2 separate regions of the Gossypium hirsutum genome follow, and region 1 is linked to region 2. Evidence: chromatin contacts called from public Hi-C data. All regions are on one chromosome and are shown on one strand. Each heading gives the region's core, a stretch centred on a gene start, on an enhancer-like site or on the middle of the called end of the contact. The rest is flanking DNA. Distances are from core to core; before and after follow the strand shown.

Evidence for each region. A called contact is a pair of places that touch in the nucleus more often than the background predicts.
Region 1: a Hi-C map of leaf shows a contact between it and region 2, with 2.3 times the contacts expected there. The contact joins the promoter of LOC107931042 here to the enhancer-like site in region 2. A contact is called at or near these places in 5 of 34 Hi-C or Micro-C datasets (callus and leaf).

Annotation. Positions count from the first base shown.
Region 1 is chrA12:108,251,962-108,255,456 of Gossypium_hirsutum_v2.1, reverse strand. LOC107931042 (leucoanthocyanidin reductase) reads left to right here and starts at 1,587. Exons shown (of 5, transcript XM_016862817.2): 1 at 1,587-1,959; 2 at 2,157-2,297; 3 at 2,707-2,944. The coding sequence starts at 1,744.
Region 2 is chrA12:108,169,082-108,172,600 of Gossypium_hirsutum_v2.1, reverse strand. LOC107931059 reads right to left here. Exons shown (of 14, transcript XM_016862844.2): 12 at 3,413-3,519; 13 at 3,224-3,314; 14 at 2,592-3,128. The coding sequence ends at 3,028. Among protein-coding and RNA genes, the nearest start is that of LOC107931059, 5.4 kb to the right of the region's middle. Within about 2 kb of position 1,575, at least 2 of the 9 cell types and tissues checked have an H3K27ac peak or open chromatin away from gene starts, as enhancers often do. A contact at or near this core is called in leaf, where this site is marked.

The DNA of each region.
Region 1 (3,495 bases), core at 338-2,837, 83 kb before region 2:
AAGAACCTGACTATCAAACCATATTTTAACTGAGATCTACCCATTCTTCCCACATAATAATGTAGGTATAGAAATAAATTTATCCTAACCTTCAAATTTTAATTAAATTATTTTAATTTAGATAAAAAAATTAAATAATATGTTAATTTTAATACATTAACCTGATAATTTATGTGTATTTCACTGTTAACATAGATTATTTTTTAAAAATTCTTTTATGAACTTTGAAATTTGTTGAATTTTAAATATTTCTATTTATTTTTGTAAAATTTTTATTAATTAATGTTGTTAAAATTTGAATGATTTAATTAACTTTTTCATCTTAAAAAAACCAGTTTGACTAAATTTTTATTAAGTAGGCAAACATCAATTTGACAAAAAATATGAACAATAAAGACTAAATTTATCATTATGTCTATAATATATGTAATTATTATTTTTTTGTTTTTAAAAAATGTGTAATATGTAAAAAGTTTGGTCTATTTATAAAATTAAATTTGCACCAAAAAAAGTAAAACATAAATATGTACTTGGAATTGGTTTTTGAGTTCTAATTATTATGAGAAAAAGGAAATAAGATTTAATAATCGTTTAAACATCCACATATCTGATACTCACATTAAGCATGAATTATACTTTAATTTGAGATTCATCAAACTTCTAAATTAGAGAAAAACAAATTCAATATTATTTTTTCCATCCACATAACTTGAACCTGAGCTCAACACACATTAAACTTCATTTTACTTAACCAACAAGCATAGGTAGAGATTTAATGATTTTTGGTTCTACAAACTATACCCACAACCACTTCTACGCTGGAAATTAATATAGTACCGTACCTAAGTACACATTAACTAATCAATTGCTATTGGCCTAAGTTCCAAGATAATTGTTAGAAGGAAAAATCAAAAGTACTTGAAATGCAATATTTTTTTAGAAACATACGGGTCAAGATTTAATTCCCATAAAAAAGTGGCCATACAAGCAAGCATATTACAATGAAGAACGGTCCTTGAGAGTGCCCAAAGGCAGACTAAGACCGATGTCAACAACCTTGATCATAAACAAGGTGAAGGCGGTGGTATGGAAACCGAAACAGAAAAGCAAAAAGGTTTAATTCTGCTGTTAGTCTCTATACTTTTTAAAATTTAAAATTTCAATCCTCACTAAACGGTAATTACTAAATCTTAAAATGTCACTTCAACTTGTTATTTTCACATATAGCTTTCTAAAAATTCAATTAATGGATTCATTACTGCCAATTTTGTGAAGACTGAAATTTCAAATTTTGAGAAGTATTAGGACTTAAAATGATCTAATTGGAGAATATGAACTAAATCTATAATTATACCCATAGTGCAAAACTAGTAATTGTATTTAACCAAATATATTTAAATGCTATTGTTTGGGTCAAGACTAAAATTACAAAACTAAAAATGATCAAATTAAAGTAAAAGGAATAAATCCATAACTTTCAAAAAGTATAGGGACTAATAGCATAATTTTACTAAAAGAAAAACACAACAAAGCAAGCAAGCCATTGGTTAAATATATAATTGAGAATGGTAAAAGTTCCCTTCCTAATTCGAGCTATCAATGCGCCATCGCGATTTTCTACCCACCCTTTAAACCGCTCACCTCTATTTAAACACAATTGGATATTTCTTTTTACTCACCCTCTTTCCTTACTTTCCTTTTGTGCCCCAAAATTTCTAAAGTTGAAAACAAAAGCAAGCAATTATGAAATCAACACAAATGAATGGTTCATATCCAAATGAGTCAGAGGCCGGTCAGACTGTAGTTATCGGTTCAAGTGGGTTCATAGGTCGGTTCATTACCGAGGCCTGTCTAGACTCAGGCCGGCCAACGTATATCTTAGTCCGCTCTAGTTCAAACTCTCCCTCCAAAGCTTCCACCATTAAGTTTCTTCAAGACAAAGGAGCCATCGTTATATATGTAATTTACCATTTTCTTCTCGGCATCTCTTCGTATTTATATATCCTTGAATTTTCAAGAAATTTTCTTTTTGTGCATGTATATATATATTTGTATAGGCAAAATCATGTTCTATACAGCAATACCTATGCATATACATACATGTACATTTATGTATTATATACAAGTTTACGCAAGAACTGAAAATGTTATAACAGGGTTCTATCACCGACCAAGAATTCATGGAGAAAGTTCTGAGAGAATATAAGATAGAAGTTGTAATATCTGCTGTAGGAGGGGAGAGCATCTTGGACCAGCTCAGTCTAATAGAGGCTATTAAGAATGTAAACACTGTGAAGGTATATTTCTGCTCAACATATATGGTTGTGTGTTATGTCATGTGATAGCATGCAATCAGATCCACTCTTGATATTTTTGAGACATTAGGTAAAATAATAAATTGAGACTCTTTTTAAAAATTTATAAAATATAATACAATAAAATAAAAAATTGGAGACCCTTTTCTTCTTTCTTTTCCTGCCTATAATAAAGTGTACGTCAAAAAATTTAAAAAGTTGAAAATTATTTTCTACCTTGAAAGTTGAAAATTTTATTTTTGGGCCTCTTCCAGCCCTAGGCCTTGGTGGTCGCACTCCCAAACTACCTTAAGGTTGGGCCTGCATGCAATGCAAGATCAAGGACTCCAAAACTGCATAAAGTTCATGATTCATAAGGCACTATTTTAATGGATGAAATATATATTTGCAGAGGTTTGTACCGTCGGAATTTGGTCATGACATAGATAGGGCGAAACCGGTGGAGCCGGGGCTGACCATGTATGAGCAAAAGAGCAAGATTAGGAGGCAGATAGAGGAATGCGGGATCCCGTACAGTTACATATGCTGCAACTCCATTGCTGCTTGGCCCTACCATGACAACACTCATCCAGCAGATGTTCTACCACCCCTTGATAGGTTCCAAATCTATGGTGATGGCGCTGTCAAAGGTACCCCAGCTCCACATCTTTCCTTTCTTTGAAATTTATTATTTTCTCCATCATCATCGTTGTTGTTTTTGTTTGAAAATATTATATAATAAAGGCTTTACCTAATTCTACTTTAGTTTTTTCAAAGAAAATCAATGTCTCAGAATTAAATCACTCCCCAATCCTCACACGGGTGTCTTGGTTTTGAAGCTTGTCCCTGGCATATTACGTACTTAAAATAATACTTCTATCGTACCAAAGAATATACAGTTGAGAACATGGGAAAAGTTTGGAATGGTTCAACCTAGTCAAAGGTTGCGTTTAGTCAAGCAAGCAAAATTTGACTAATTTAACGTTTTGTCTTTGTTGTTGAGGCAAAAAAAAAGGGTAATAGAAATTTTCAAGGCTAGGAGATTTTCCTCTCGGCAGTTTTAATAAGACCCAAAGTGTCAAATGTCACAGAGACACGTAACTGATATGTTGGGGGGTGTTAGGTAGCGAAGGATCACGTGATCATCTCCCAACACTTTTCTATCTCCCATTGCTTCTTTTCCTCTTACATTACAACATAA
Region 2 (3,519 bases), core at 326-2,825:
AGTCCAAACTTCCTACAACTGTCCTCGCTAGGAAATGAAATGAAATAATGAAGACAAAACTTTCTATATCTATATATTTATTATAAATTCTGTACTTGAATGATCAAGTATTCAGTGAGAAAAAGAATAACATTTATTACTACTTAATGTAGAAGATGTTATTATTTTTTAATTATAAAATAGGATATTTAAATATTTTTACAAAATTTTATTTATACTAAAATCTTTTTTTTTCAATTTTATTAATAGTTTTAGTAAAATGTGACTAACTTGGTAATGAGGGGCATGGGTTTTGATATTATTTGTTTGGAATAGGGATGCAAATAAAATAGAGCGATGGTAAGCGATTTAAGTTCGGTTTGAAAAAAATTCAAATCAATAAAAGTAATTATCGATTGAGTTGAATTTGAGTACCATAATACACGATTTGAAAGGCTTTGTAAGCTTAATCAAGCATTTTATTTTAATATATTTTTATATTATGAAATTATATTTTTACTTTTATTATATAAAAAGGTAAACTACACTTGAGGTCACTAAACTATTAGTAAATTTATGTTTTGGTCACAAAATTTTAAAAAATTACAAATTGGTCCTTGGATTATTTGAAAATATTCATTTAAGTTATTGAATTTTTGAGTTTTGTTTTTTTTCAAAGTTTGGCTAGTGAGCTCTAATCAATGGCTTGACAATTTGTATGGTGGTTTAGTACTAGACTTAATCATAGGCTAGGTCGGGTCGTTGCAAAATGTTAGAAAACGAATCTAAAATTCTACCCAAATTAATAATGCTAAACCCAAACTTGACCCAGCTTGCCCTATTTAAAAAATGGGCCTTATTTTTTTGTTTAAGCCTATTTTTCATGCCTATAATTTTTCCCCAACCGTCCCACTTTTTGGGCGGGTTTTTGGGCCTAGGCAGGTGGCTTGGCCCATGACTAAGTCTAATTAGTGCACATCAATGAGAAAAAAAACACCTTAGATCCAAATCGGTTTCATGGTCAATGTTAGAAATCGAAGAAGAAAGCTATTTGAATTTTGGTTTGTAAATTCGCGATGTTTAAAGCTGTTTCATAAAAAAAAACTAAATTATAGAAGAGAAAGGGAAGAAGAGTTTCTATTTGGTGCAAGCAGTGCAAAAAAAGCCACGCAACAACGATTTAATAGCCCAATGACTTCAATGGAAACTTTCAAACATTTCAATGACCAATTTGTAACATTTCGGAGTTGAGTGACCAAAACGTAAACTTATTAATAATTTAATGACCTTAAGTTTAATTTACCTTATAAAAAGAGTTTAAATACAAGTGAGCTCAAACTTGAATATAAACAAGGTTAATCGAGTTCAAATTTAATCAAGAATACAAAATTTAAAAAATAAATTCAATCAAGCTCAAATTTAAATAACCCGATTAAATCTCAAGCTTAAAAGTTTATATTTAATTAAACTCAAACTAAACATTTTAAGCTTTCCACTATTCGAGTTTGGTTCAGTTTACATCAAAGAGACGTAGCGGGAGCAGGAATGCGCGTTATTAGCTGAGAATGGCCGGCCTTTGTCTCATTGTCCCATGTAGTGGCCGTGCTCTTGACATGCTCTTGTCGTGAGATTATTATATAATATGGCAGGACTTGGAAGAGAAGTGGTTGAGTCATGGCGTCATTTTCTTATTTTTCCTTCTGCCACCCTAACAATCGACATTAACGAGCTTAATCCTTTTTATGAACTCAAAACAATGAAAGGGCCAATTGGACTTGTATTAGAATTTTCAAAGGTGGTTAAAATTCGATTTGAGTAAAATAATTTAATTGTTTTGAATTTTAGATTAATTCAATCGAATAAGTTATTCGATTTTTTTGAATCAACTCGAATAAATAATTAATTTTTTTGAGTTTGAATAAGTTATATTTACAACTCAAATAACTCGAATAATAAATTAATATAAATACTCTTCGAATACCTAACAGTTTTGAAAATATGCAAATTAATCTCTTTAATTTTTTAAAAAAAGTCAAAATATTCTTCAAAACATTTATGAAATATTTTTTCCAAAATTCATAAATATATATATTCAAAAAATTAAAAATTCTAAAATTATTAAAAAGTCTTTAAAAAAATACAAATATGCTAAAATATAAATTTATAGAAAAAATCCAAAATAATTAATTTGAAGCTTGAACAAGTAAATTATTAAATCAAATTTATCATACTAATTATCTTATTTTTCTCTTGTTTTGTTTCAAAAGAGTTTTCATATATATATGTTTAACTCGAAATTTAGTCATATTGTCAACAAAATTTTATGGCCACATTAATTTTTCTTAATTTAATTTGAAAAAAATTATTGTTTCGATTCGATTTTCATTTCACTCAACTCAATTTAAAAAAAATTTCAAATCAAGTTAGGATGACAAGGAATTATCAACTCGACAAATTTTTTTTTCACTCAATTCGACTTGACTTAATCAAATGCTCATCCTATTCACAACTCAAACTCAGTCCAAACATGATAAGCCCAGCCCACTTCACTTAAACACGATAAAATTGCACGATACAACATAACGATACTAAATCAATACCATGAACACAAATTTACAAACATATCGAAATTTATATAACATGAATTGTTAACGTGTTGAAATCTAAGTGTATAATATTGTAAGCATGATTACGACACAAAAATACAAAAGAACATATGACATGAACTATAAACATGAACTTTAGATGCCATCCTATCATAATCACTAAAGAGAAAAAGAAATGGCAATGACATTGCCATGGTCATGGACTGACTGGCACTATAGTGAAACATCACAAATTGCCTATCAGAATTCACAAATTCTAAAATAATGAATCAAATCGGCTTCAAGGATTTACGTATTACCGTTAACTTCAAATTGAATCGGTAAGATGTTAGCCTATAAAAGATTCTTCAATTTCAAATTTAGCAATTTTGTAAGCTGGATTTAACGAACCAGAGCTCTGAGAATAGAAAATGAGGCTTATTTTGGAAGGAATGCCAAGTGCTTACGAGTAAGAGTTTGCAGTTAGTTTTCTTTCAACAGCTACTACCCATTCACAGACGATGCTATTCACCTTTTGTGGCTGCTCATCATGGGGACAATGACCTGAAATGTTAAAAGTCGGGGGAGCAGTAAAAGCATGGGAGAATGACAGAGAAAGGATCATGAGAGGTTATTTTGGGGATAGAAAGGCTTATTACCAGCGTCCAATTCCCTTATTGCAAGACCGGTACAATGTTCTTTGAGTATGGCTAGTTTGGCCTTTGAGTCTAAGAGTGGATCTTTCATTCCCTAACAAGATATACGGATTGAAACAACAGTAAGTAAAAGACCACAAACCCATGGAGAGAGATTATAAACTTCTTTTTTACTGAATAGAGAGAATTTACCTGCAGAATTAGAACCTTTTCCTCGTATCCTTCCAAGAGATAATTCAAAGGGATTGAGAGGTCAAAGCTGAAAATACTTTCCAGCACCACTGTCACACCAGGATCAT